Linked DNA regions of Macaca mulatta: region 2 is linked to region 1. Evidence: chromatin contacts called from public Hi-C data. All regions are on one chromosome and are shown on one strand. The core of a region is the stretch at or near the end of the contact, and the rest is flanking DNA. Distances in the headings are between cores, read along the strand shown. Region 1 holds the start of CBR4 (carbonyl reductase 4). Region 2 holds the start of SH3RF1 (SH3 domain containing ring finger 1).

Region 1 (6,739 bases), core at 2,441-4,940:
GCAAGAAAATTAATGTTATTCTAAATATTCTCTCATAAATTCATCTTTTAAAAAATAATGTCCACTCCATGATTCTATTAGTGTTAAGTTCACAAACTGGCAAAACGTATATATGGTGACAAAACTCAGAAAATAGTTACCAACAAGAAAGTATTGAGAAGACACTGCCTTCTGGAGCACTGGAAACATTCTACACCTCAATATGTGTGATGACTACAATGTTAAAATCGATTAAGCTGGGCCAGGCGCGGTGGCTCATGCCTGTAATCCCAGCACTTTGGGAGGCCGAGGCAGGCGGATCACGAGGTCAGGAGATCGAGACCATCCTGGCTAACACGGTGAAACCCCGTCTCTACCAAAAATACAGAAAAATTAGCCGGGCGTGATGGCAGGTGCCTGTAATCCCAGCTACTCTGGAGGCTGAGGCAGGAGAATGGCGTGAACCCGGCAGGCGGAGCTTGCAGTAAGCCGAGATCGCGCCATTGCACTCCAGTGTGGGGGGACAGAGCAAGACTCCGCCTCAAAAAATAAAAATTAAAAAAAATAAAATAAAATTTAAAAATTGATTAAGCTGGACATTTGTTATATGTTGTATCTCAATATAAAAGAAAAGAATTATGGATTGACAAGTTTTAAAATAGCTTTTACTCCCAGTTAGAAATAAAATAAACATATTAACTTATACTAATCAAAGACATATTAGGAATAAAAGTTTTAAATATATATCAGAAATTTATTTAAATCTGTGACCAACCTGTTAATACCAGCTGCATTTACCAAGAAATTTACTCGACCTAAATGTTTCTCCATCTCTTCAAATGTATTTTGAACATCATGTTCTTTAGCAACATCACAGCTAAATGCCAAATGATCTCCTACACAACAAAGTCAAAGAAGAATTAATTATAAGTTATAACTCAAATTTTAAATGTACTCAATACACATTCGTTAAACATTTACCTAAGATGGCAGGCCTGTGCTAATCTAGAACCTAGAGATTAAAAAAGTAATGTCATGAGGCCTGGCTTTCACAGAGGTGGTCTAATCAAACTGGGATGGGGGAACAAAGAGGAAATAAAGTACTACTACAGAAAGTTAATTTTTAAATTTTCTTTTTAATCAACCAAGAGGGGAGGGCTTTTTCAAGTTATAAAGGCTCTGTAAGATTCATCTAATAGTATTTATAGCTTTAACACTGAACTCACGCTACCCAATTCGACAGTCTTCTCGGTTTTATATTCTTTTTTGAAATTTATGTCTAATTCTGTCAGGTTTTTGTTGAATTAGTTTCTTTGGCCCTGAACAGGAACTCTGAGGTTTCTTCTTTTTAAGTGCTACAGATGCACTATGGCACATATATTATAACGACTATTATTCAAACCTGACCATCAGGAGAGACAACACAAGAAGCTGTAAAAATGCTAAAACTATAAACCACGGGGGGAAAAAACACTTTTCACTAAAAGCAAATGTTACTTACCACTTTAAAAAAAATGGTTAAATGCCAAAAAACACTTCAAAGGAAAATAAAGCATCATTCCCTATGTAATAATCTACCATTTTAATACTCTAAAATGTAGAATTGTTTTTAAAAGCTACAACAATTGCTTATTTCCTGTCTGACCTTGACAAATATGCTTACACCAACATTACAACATCAAGCCTTTGGAAACAGTAAGTGACCTGGGGAATTATACTTTCTAGATGAAAACCAGTCTCTCATGGAACACGATTCAAAGGAATGCAGGGCCCAAAAGCATCCTGTGTCTTACTCTTGGTTTTCACCTGAAGACTTGTGGTGTCCAAAACCACCTTTGAAAGCTCAACCAATGGCATCAATCCAGTCCAGCAAACACTGATGGCTTGGGGTGACTCGGTAAGGGTCACCACTCTTCCCCTCCTTTGTTAGAATGGCAAGGAATATGAGCTTCAAGAAGCATTCACTGGCATTCTCCCTGAGTTATAACTTACAGGATTTTTTTTCTTTTAGAGAGCCCAATACTCTCACAACCAGCACTGAACAGGTGATACCAAACCGATCAATAATGTTAACTTAAAAAAGAACAGCCACACCTGGCGCCTATAGTCCCAGGTCCTTGGGAGGCTGAGGTGAGAAGATCTCCAGAGCCCAGTAAATCAGGAGTTGGAGTCTAGCCCAGGCAACATAATGAGAAGGAAGCCCTCTCAAAAAAAAAAAAAAAAAAAAAAAAAAAGGCCGGGGCGTGGTGGCTCACACCTGTAATCCCAACACTTTGGGAGGCCGAGATGGGCGGATCACGAGGTGAGGAGATCTAGACCATCCTGGCTAACACGGTGAAACCCCCATCTCTACTTAAAAAAAAAAAAAAAAAAAAAATTAGCCGGGCGCGGTTGTGGGCGCCTGCAGTCCCAGCTACTCCGGAGGCTGAGGCTCCAGAATGGCGTAAACCCGGGAGGCGGAGCTTGCAGTGAGCCGAGACAGCGCCACTGCAATCCAACCTGGGTGACAGAGCGAGACTCCGTCTCAAAAAAAAAAAAAAAAAAAACCACAAACCACACACACACAAAAACAGTAAGAGCCACAAGACGCACCCCTAGGCCTCTATTCTCCCCATGCCTCCCTGATAGTAAATGAAGTACAATTTTGTCCAGTCTAGTAATTAAACAAATAGCATCTTCCGATCTTTCTAACGTCCTTTCTCCCTAAATTCAAGAAAGAGTTAAATTCACAAAATGACTAATCCACTATTAATAACCCGGAAATAAAAAATCCTGAAGTTTAAATGCAATAAAAAAGAATTTGGCAGAACAAAGTTCAACTGTCCATTTGCAAAACTCACCAAAACAATTTAGTAACATTAAAGCAAACCAGGTATATCTCAAAACTGGCTGGTACTCAAAAGGGTTTCTTCATCAAACACTGCTTTGTGCATTCGCGCAGGGCCAAAACACCGCCCTTGGGCAAAACTGAAGGGAGCCCTTTAATACCTGCACTCCTACCTTTCCTGCCTGAACTCCTTTCGGCCCAGCCCTGTCTCCGGGGGCCGAGAACTCGCCCTTTTCCCTACATTAAAAGTAAACGGTTACGTGGCTCTCTCCCACAACAGCGACGTTCCTCAGGGTTAGCACTAGCCGCAGGGCGGAGGGTGCTTATTAGTGGGGCCTCATAAGACTACCAGGTGTCAAAGAAAACCCCAAGTGCTCAGCCCTCGGCGGCAGGCTGCGCTGCCGGCGTTCTGCGAGGCTCAGGGAGATCGGGGTTTTCTGCACGAGACGCATTCTAAAGCGCCTGCAAGCGGTTGCATCGAGAAACCTCAGAGCCCTGTAAGACCATACCGCTCGTTTCACAAAGATTTTAAGCGCCTGGACCGCGGCCATACAACTGGACAACTCCAGTTTGGTACCTACCGCCGAGGTCACCGGCGGCGGCTTTGGCCCCTTCCAGGTTTCTGGCAATGATCGCCAGGCGGTAGCCTTTCCGGGCCATTAACTGGGCCACAGCCCTGCCAATGCCTCGGGAGCCTCCAAAAATAGCACACACTTTGTCCATCTCGGAGTCACAAACTCGGCGGAAAGAGGGAGGAGAGTGGGAGTCCCCTTCCAAGTTCCGTCAAGCTTTTGAACAACCGCGGTTCCAAAGGAAAAACAAAAGGCAACCCGCAGAAAAAAAAACCCCGCTCGGCACCGACACCTCCTGCGGCCCGACTCTGGTAATGCAAGAGGCGTAAAAAGGGGAGAAGAGCTCGGCGACCCCGCGTCGACGTCATCACGCACGGACTCTTCCGTGCCGCGCCTAACAAGTACGCCAGCGAGAGCTCCCCCCGGCGGAAAAATGGCCTGGAGGGGGCCTAGATGCATGCTGGGCTCTGTAGTCTTCACGCAGGAGAGCAACTGGCGCAGGCGCGTTGCTCGGTGGGAAATGTACTTGTGGCACTGAGGGGGATCCTCTGTCTACCCTGGGTCGTGTTAGTCGGGATTCGAGCCCCGGTGACCAATCACCCCGGTTTGTTCGGAACTGACAGGGTTGTCAAGACGCTGGGCTTTCCCTGGCAAACCGAGACGACTTCATCACGTAGTTAGAACCCAGAGCAAGCATTAGTGGGCTTGAGCCGGTCGGGGCTCCGGTATTTGCCCTTCGCCCAGGTTTTGTTTTGCCTACAGACTTGATGTCCTACCTGTTGAAGAAGTCCCCAAGTATCGCACCCACACCAAAACCTACCCTATCTGTTCCTCCCCCAGGATGCTGCAGAAATGGACCTCTACCCGCCCAGATGTTACCATTCATCGCGAAGGGTGTCGTGAAGATGAATGCCCTGTCGAACATCATCCAGCAGGAGGTCAAGGAATTTTAACTGAATGATTGAATAGTTTTGCAAGATCTATGAAACAAGCTTCGGCTGCTGTAGAGAAACAAAAATGGGTTCCTGCAATTCTAAAGATGTGCTGGGTGCTCTGACAGTGAATAAGCTAAAAAATTCAATGTTTGTTACAAACATAGTGTAAAAAGAAAGCATTTCTTGATACAATATTATTTTACTAGATGATTCAGAAAAGTATGAACCATGATCCCTACCACTAAAAAAAACTACACCCCAGAACTACAGGACTAATGCACATGAAACACTAGGAGGTATCCAAAATCATACTTAGTAAAATGTAAAATTATATTAACACAAGAGCTCCGAGAAAACGGAGATCAGTGAAGAATGAAGGCATGCATGGAAAAGCTGGATTTGAGGGCTGGGTGAGGTTTGAAAAAAGGAAAATAAGAGCAAAAAGTCTATAAAAAAGCAAGTTGAGCATTATTTTAAATTTGTTATTCCTATTCCATTTAGAGCCAATAAAAGTTTTGAAATGGTTTGCAAAAATGCATGAGTATTTGATTTTAAAAGGCAAAGAGGACCACTGCCCCTTCTCCCGCAAGGCCAGAATAATAAATTAAGTCAGTGGAAAAAATACGAATAAAGTCATGCTGTAAGAATCTATTTAGTATTAAAGAAGAGATTCATAAACTTAGAGTTTCCTGCCAGCAAAAGCAACAAAGAAAATATAATTACGAGTGGTAATTTGTGTAAGAAATAAGCCTCCTGGTTATGCAGCAGAGAAGACTGAGCAAAACTCCCTCCTCATAGGTCCTCCTAAATGGCACACTAAGCATTGTAGTAGACAGTGTGCTTCATGAAAAGAAAAAGAGATTGTAAGGCTGTTTTTATAGCATCTATTAGACTTTATTAAAAGCAAATACAATAGGAAGTTAAATAATATAAGCAAATAGTCACACATAAAAAAATGTGTCTTTGAAACAATATATGTTTGAAACAATGAGGAAACAGGTCTGAGGAAATTTGGGATGGTGCTATATTATAGTCAGTTTTAAAGTCAGGTGCCAAGCATTAAACAGGCCTTTAACTACAGAAGTAACAAGATAAGAGCTGCATTTAAGAACTATTAGCAGGCCAGGCATGGTGGCTTATGCTTGTAATCCCAACACTGTGGGAGGCTAAGACAGGAGGATTGCTTGAGCAGAAGTTCAAAACCAACCTGGGAATCATGGTAAGACCCCCTCCTACCCCCATCTCTGCAGAAAATTCCAAAAAAATTAACTGGACATGGTGGCCTACGTGTGGTCCCAGCTACTTGGGAGGCTGAGTTGGGAGGATCACGTAAGTCCAGGAGGTTGAGGCTGCAGTGAGCCGTGATTGTACCACTGCACTCCAGCCTGCGTGACAGAGCAGGATCCTGTCTCAAAATAAAATTTTTCTAAAAAAAAAAAAAAAAACAAACATTAGTTTCCCAGTGATGTAAAAATGGGTCAGATCAAATTTGTCTATTCACTTTCCTACTATACACTATGCAATCTTGGAAAGAAAAAACTGTTTTACATAAATTACCAATATAAGGGTCAGCCTAAATGCCAATTGTATTTCTGCACCTTAGGTCAAACCAGAGAGGTTCATCTTTTGAACAGTTCTCTCCATTTTCTAGGAAAATGATTGTTGTTTTCTACACATTGTTATTTTAGCAAAAAAAAAAAAAAAAAAAAAAAAACATGGTTTTTAGATCTATGCCATCTATCACAAAGATCACTAACACACGATATGAGGTGACATTCAGAATTGTGAAAAACCTTCCAACTTTTCTCACTATATATATACAGTGAATGGATAAGTTGGGCTTTTTCTTCAACACATACCTCAGGTTAAATCCCAAGGTAATTATTTATTTTTTTCCCTCTTAATACAATATCGCCACTATCCTGGGTGAGAATACATCTATCACAGCACATCACCCATTAGCTGAGAAGCTTACAGCAGGGGAAGTTTCTCTGTAAGCCCCTGATAGTGAAGTGAAGATCCGTAAATTAAACCGGGTCTCCCTACCCAGCAGGACATTGAAGAAAGCCATTAGAACAACCCACCTTTAGTCTTTCCTTCTAACTAAACATGCCACTTTTATGGTAATATTTTAACCATATTTTATACTTTAACTTAAACCCACATAAGATATATTTTCTCTTGTCTCCAACAAAGGAGAAAATTCCTTATGTATAAGGACTGTTACACAAATTTTTAAATATGCATACTTTGTATTATTTCTCTGATTACAAAAGGAATACCATTTAATTGCTAAAAGTTAGAAAACATAAACTTTTTAAAGTAAATAAAAACTCATTGAAAGCATTGTACACTGTAAGCGCGTGAATTGCATGGTATGCAAATTATATCCCAATGGAACTGTTATTGAAAAAAATTTAATTTAA
Region 2 (6,617 bases), core at 684-3,183, 260 kb after region 1:
GTCTGACCAGCAAGATGTTACTGGGAAGCTCCTCGACACCCGAGCCAACGAGAGTCCTGCACTCGGGACATCTGAGTTCATTTCGAGAACCTACGATCCCCAGCAAACATCGCTTGCAAAACGTATGCTGGCAAGGCAAGACCTTCGCAGAAGCATCAAGGCGCTCTAGACACACAGGACACTCCAAAAGATCCAACAAGGCTGATTCATCCATCTTTATCTACTTTACTGAGAAAAAAGCTTCAGAAATGTTCATAGTAGTGTGCATCCCTTAAAATGACTCATGTAACATCCATTTCAGACTTTGCTCTAGAGTCATGGGGAAAAAGGGGGAAAAGAGAATATGAGTGTTGTTATCTAGGGAAAAAGCTCACAAAGGAGCCAAGAATCAAAAAGTACCCAAAAGTACACTATTCCCTGTCTGAATAGTGTAGCTTTGCTTTGGAATGTGGGTTCCTAAACTCCAAAGTCAACAACTGAAAACAAAATAGGCTTTCTAAACAACGCAAAATTAACCCCTAAAGATATCCAGGGGTTCACTGGGCAAAACAGACACAGAGTATTATACATAATTCCTGCAGAAGGATTTATGAAATGCAATAAGGAATATAATTTCTTAAGCTCTGAAAGGGATATCAGCTGCCTTAATAAAGTCTTCAACTCATAAGAGAAGCTGACAGAGACCATTCAAAGTTTCCTCTACCTGAAATTTACTTTTAAATCCAACTAAATTCCCTTTTTTAAGCCAGTTTAGAGTTTAAGAAACCATGCCTCATGTGATCGCTCGTGGTAAATGATCCCAATATTAAATACATATGTTTCTTCGCTGTTCTTAAAAATAGAACTGTTTAATCTTGCCCAACCAAAAAGAGCTGAAGGTTGACAATTCTAAAAGACACAGATTTGCTTGAAAGCAGCTAAAACAGAAAAGCGCCTTTCAGGGCAGTGGTTGATAACTCTGAAACACATTTCTGAACGGCCTGTCCTAATCCCATTCAGAAAATCTGGCAAAATTACCACCAAAAGAATTCGACAACGGAATGTTGGACTGGAAACTGTGGGCATATGAAAATGAGGCCATTCAGGAAAAAGCAAGCCACTTACTGCGCCGCTCTCCCCCCCACCGCCAAAATAAATGTAAATGTGAATGCCCAAGAGAAAGGGGGTAAAAAGATTTGGCTGGTAGCATTAACAGCTGTTCTTGACAAAGTCGGAGCGGGGGAGTCCCAGGGCTGCGCCCCCGCTCCCACTGCGCCGAGCACAGGTACTCCCGAGCCCGCAGGGAGGCGCGGCGGCCGTTCGCCGCAGACACACCCCGGGGCCAGGTGTCGGCGGCACCCGGCAGGAGCCGGTCCCTGCCTGGGGCTCTCACCCTACAGCCTCCCTCATCTCCGCTCCCCTTTAGGTCAGGCCGGGGACACAAATCCCCCTTACACGACTGCGGGAAGTTTTCAAGGACTTATAAATAAATGCGCAGGCTTAAGTTGCGAAACTCAGCCCCACAGAGTGCCACGGGGAAGCAGCTTTCTAGCCCAGCCAAGATAAGGCGACAGTCCCCAGAGAGACCGCGCCATCCGGGAAGCAGGGGGTGCTGGGCTGCGCCCGGGGAGACCGCGGCACGGAGCCCTGGCAGCTTCCTGCCCGGAGAAGGCAGAGGCCGCGGGCTGCTCCGCTTCCGCAGGTCCTGATTCCCGGCCCAGGGGTACCCGAGGGCTAGGGGAGAGAGAAACCGACCCAGGGCGGGGATGGGGAAACGCCGAGACCACCGCCTTTTCCGCAGCTAGGGGTCCGCCAACGCTGGGTGCCCGCCGGCCCCGCGCCGGCCGCGCGCCCTACCTCGCGCCTCGGCTCCTCCTCTTTGTTCGCGGCCCCGCAGCAGCGGCGGCGGCTGATGCAGATGCGGCCCCGCCGCGCTCGCCGCTCGCAGTGTCTCTGACGCCGCGGCGGCACCGGGAGACTCCTCTCTGCTGCCCCCCTCACGCGCGCACACACACCACGCCGCCGCTGCCGCCTCCCACTTTCCCAGCCAAGGAGGGCGGAGGAAGAGGAGGAGGCCGGGCCGCAGCCGGCGCCCGGGGCGCAAGGGGGCGGCCCCGCGCCACAGCGCCTTCCCCCGGAGCGGGCGCGGCACCTCCCGGAGCCGCCCGCCGCGGCGCCGGCCTCCCGCGCTGAGGTGACCAGCGCCCCGTACCCCGCCGGAGCCCGGGGGCGGGATGGGTGCGGCAGCCTGAGGGGGCGCTGCGAGAGCGGAGAGACTGGGGAGCGGGGCCCTCAGGGGGCAACGAGGGGAAGCCTCGGGGACGGACGCCGTCTCCCACAGGAGAACGCGCCTGAAAAATGGAGCCACCGGAGTGGGAGGCGGCGGGAGTGGAGGCTGAGGGAAGCAGGAAGGAGCCCCGGGGCAGAGTCCCGCCGCGTCCTCCTCCCCCCGGCACGGCTGGGCGCCCGGGACGGACTCTTCCTCCCCGGGCTGGGAGAGTCGCGGCGCGGGAGGGGCTGGGTCCGCGGAGGCGGCGGGAGCAGTCCTGGCGGGAACCGATCCCGCTGCACTTTGCGTCTGGTTGCCCACCCTGGACACTTACTTGGTAGAGTCGGTGCGAAGTGTTGCCCCTTGGGGCCGAGAGCGGCGTGGTGAATCGATGAGGACAGTGCCGCGTCCACCTGCCCGCACCCAGCCATCAGTCACCCCAGGACCGAAACTGGAGCCAGCCTGGAGGACCGCTGACCCCAAAGCCCAAGGCTAGGAAAAAGGTAGTATGGGCTTCCAACCCAGCCGCGGGGGCTCTGTTATCCCTGCCCTAAGTGGGGAGAATTGAGTCTGACCTCAGGTGGGCTGGCACCGTAAAGCACGCTGAGAGACGCCTCTTTTATCTGAGCCTGGGCGGCTGCCATCATCGTCGCAGTAATCTTTGTTTTGGTTGCCCCAGGCACACACCTGTAAACCGAAGTGGAGTTTTGAAAAACATCTTGTCCATAGGTTTTGAGGTTTTTCCGTCTCGATTTAGTGGAGAAACAAGTTAAAAATTTTGTCACTGATCTAAAGTAGACATTATTGTATTTGCATTTACCATCAATTTACAAAAAGTTATCCCAAATACCCTTCCTCAAAGGTGGGCAGAAACTAGATGGTTATAAGAAGAAAGGGTTACAATAGATGCAAGAAATCTCTGCCCGGCCACCAACTAGGTTTATGATTTAGAGAGGAGTCTCAGTTTATCCTCTAGTCTCCAGCTAGGGCCACAGCTGAACCATTCAAGACATAAGGATCACATAAGCATGAAAAAATTATAACAGCTAACAATGATCACTCACTGTACACCAGGCACTGTGCTGAACATTTTTCATGCATCAGTTCAATTCTCACAGCAACCCTCTATGTCATCTTTTCTCAGCCTTGTTCTAAATAGATTCATATGCTGAGAGTCATAATGTATGAACACCAAAAATCATAGCCCACTTCCCCTTCCATTAGAAGTGAGCAAATGCACGGGTATTTGGGCATTTGAGCTGAGAAAGACTACGGAAGGAATGAATGGAATGGAGAATTTCTAGTCCAGTTTGCAAACTGAAAGTGACTACTTAGTTCTGCATGTGGAGCTGGGCAGATGGATGAAGATGAGGCTGACCAGAAGATTACAGTCAATAAACAGATAAGGATTCTTTGCAGTTATTAGAACTGAAGCTCAAATGGGTTCATTTTCCCCTGGTCACACAGTAGGTAATGTTGAACCAAGACTCGGTCCCAGCTCTCTGGATTCCAAGTCCAGTTCTCTTTCCACCATTCCAAGGCCCTGTCTTTTGCACATCACCGTCATATCCCCACCCCAGGCAAAGCGAAGCACAGTGTGTCTCTTCCCAAGGGAAAGAAGAAACTGTTAATCATGTAATTACTCGAAAGCAAGGGAAAATTTTTATTGTATTCTTATTTTGGTTTGGTGTTTGATTTTAGAGAGAGCAGCACACAAGGTCGTAGGTAGAATTGTGCAGCTCTTGAAACTCCTGGCAAAAAACAAAATCAATAATTACACCCATTTTCTTTGTTTTGTTTTCTTTTTTTGTTTTTTTGTTTTTGTTTTTGTTTTTTTTGAGACGGAGTTTCACTCTTGTTGCCCAGGCTGGAGTGCAATGGCACGATCTCGGCTTACCACAACCTCCGCCTCCCAGGCTCAAGCGATTCTCCCACCTCAGCCTCCGGAGTAACTGGGATTACAGGCACCCACCACCATGCCTGGCTAATTTTGTATTTTTAGTAGAGACAGGGCTTCTCTATGTTGGTCAGGCTGGCCTCAAACTCCCAATCTCAGGTGATCTGTCCACCTCAGCCTCCCAAAGTGCTGGGATTACAGGTGTGAGCCACCGTGCCTGGCCACACCCATTTTCAAAGAACTGAAGACGATGTGTCCCAAGACAGCAGTGATCAAAGAATCTGGCATACATCTCATGAATATTATCCAGGATGTGGCTGTACTTCTTTTAATGCCCCAGTGCATGTTATATAGTTTTTAGAACACAACACTTTTGTTAGCTTTAGTTACTCCAGCTGTAAAATGAAGTCTTAGGCAAGTTACTTTAACCTCCTGAGCCATTTTCTGTCAAATGGTGAAAAAAAAATCAGAGTGTTGTGGGACGACTAGATGAGACTACATGCTGGTTCTTTGTAATCTGTACATCTCTATTAAAGTCAGATAGCATCATTATCATAATCTGCCAAGAATCACCCAAGCAGAGTTATTCTGGGCAAAGTCCTTTCTTCCCAGGGTCTTAAAAAAGTTTGGGACAGGCCAGGCATGGTCGCTCACACCTGTAATCCCAGCACCTTGGGAGGCTGAGGCAGGTGGATCACCTGAGGTCAGGAGTTCGAGACCAGCCTGGCCAACGTGGTGAAAACCTGTCTCTAGTAAGAATACAAAAAAAAAAGAAAAATAGCTGAGCATTGTGGCGGGCACCTGTAATCGCAGCTACTTGGGAGGCTGAGGCAGGAGAATTGCTTGAACCTGGGAGGTGGAGGTTGCAGTGAGCCAAGACTGCACCACTGCACTCCAGCCTGGGTGACAGAGTGAGACTCTGTCTCAAATAAATAAGTTTGGTATAATGCTAGTAATTGCAAAGTCCTGTCAATACTATAGGGAAAGGGGCAGTTGGGGAAGAGAAGCATGTTCATCTTTTCACATCTGGGAACTGAACATGAAGGAAGGGATGTAAGCATGTTGTGCTTAAGATCCCTGTGACTTTGAGTAGAACCATGAAAAACATAAATACACCCTGTGACATAATAATGATAGCTTGGGTTTACACGGTTCTTATCCTCCCAAGACTTCAAAGGACTTTCATATATATTATCTCATCTGTCTTCTCAACATCCCTCAGAAGCGGTAAAGACAGACATGATTACTTCCATGTAGATGGGAAAAAACAAGATGTAGAGAAATTATTGCTCTAAGTGGTGACAAAAATCAGGCACTTAAATATCCAGTCCAGAGCACTCTTTGGTAAACTTTGGTGCTGTGCTTTCACACGGATATATATATATATACACACATGTGTCTGATTATCATTTTCCTTCAAACCTTGTTTCTTCTCCAGTTGCCATGATATTGGTAAATGATAGCACTCTTCATTCAGTTGTTCAAACTAGAAACCTAGGGATCGTCTTTGATTTCCCTTTTCCTCTCCATCAGTTCTGCTAGCTTCTCCCAAAATATGTTTCAATTTATACCCACTTTCCTTTGCCTCCAGTGCAAGTTTATTTAAGCCACCATCACACTTTGTCTCTGGCCCTCCTAAACCAGTCTCTCTGTTTCCACTCTTGTCCCCATAATCTTGCCCAGAATATAGTAACATTCAGAGTGAACAACAAAAAATGCATAACATACCAGTTACTACGTTGCTCCAAACTCATCAATTTCTTCCCATCATGCCTGAAATTTAAAGTCAAATATAGTCTTTGTCTTACAAGACTCACTGTCACTTGGACCCTGCACCACTGCATCTCAGCATAGTACTCTATCTTCTTTGCAGCACTTTTTGCTGTCTAATTTTTTGATTCCTTATTTATTGCCTATCTTCTTTACCTGAATATAAGTTCCCTGAAGGCAGTGACTGGGTCTGTCTTCTTTACCATTATGTCCTTCACAGCCAACACACAGTGATTCCAGTGACTAATTCTCAAATAAGGAGTTAATCAAGTATACAGTTATATTTCTTGCTATCCTAAAACTACATAGATACTTAGTACCTCACTGCCCTACAGATGGGAAATCAGGCAGGCAATGTTCCAAGTTCCATTGAGAGTCTTTCTTATAATCTGTCAATCAGTGAGTTTGATGTAGAAGATGAGGACACATGATTCTTGATTCTTCCTCTTATATTTCACAGTTAAGCTACAGAAACAGCTAAACACCAGCTCTGTAACACAGAACATAAACGCAATGCCAGTTTATCTTTATTCAAGGTCTTAGTTAATGACGTCACCATCCCTTTAGTTCCCCAGGCAAGCAAGAAAATGCAGATTATCTTCAGCTTCCCCTTCTCCCCATGATCCCTCCCCCTCCTACCGTCCAGATGGATGATCCAGAGAGCATCAGAAGTGCTTCTTACATCTCTCTTTTCCTCCCAAT

The links. A called contact is a pair of places that touch in the nucleus more often than the background predicts.
Region 2: a Hi-C map of liver shows a contact between it and region 1, with 4 times the contacts expected there. The contact joins the promoter of SH3RF1 here to the promoter of CBR4 in region 1. A contact is called at or near these places in 3 of 14 Hi-C or Micro-C datasets (fetal cortex germinal zone, fetal cortical plate and liver).

The regions. Positions count from the first base shown.
Region 1 is chr5:177,514,046-177,520,784 of T2T-MMU8v2.0, forward strand. CBR4 (carbonyl reductase 4) reads right to left here and starts at 3,691. Exons shown (of 5, transcript NM_001193693.2): 1 at 3,388-3,691; 2 at 755-875. The coding sequence starts at 3,529.
Region 2 is chr5:177,775,763-177,782,379 of T2T-MMU8v2.0, forward strand. SH3RF1 (SH3 domain containing ring finger 1) reads right to left here and starts at 1,934. Exons shown (of 13, transcript XR_013417380.1): 1 at 1,837-1,934; 2 at 1-309. It overlaps LOC144340873 (a long non-coding RNA gene), which reads left to right and starts at 2,435. Exons shown (of 2, transcript XR_013417381.1): 1 at 2,435-2,751.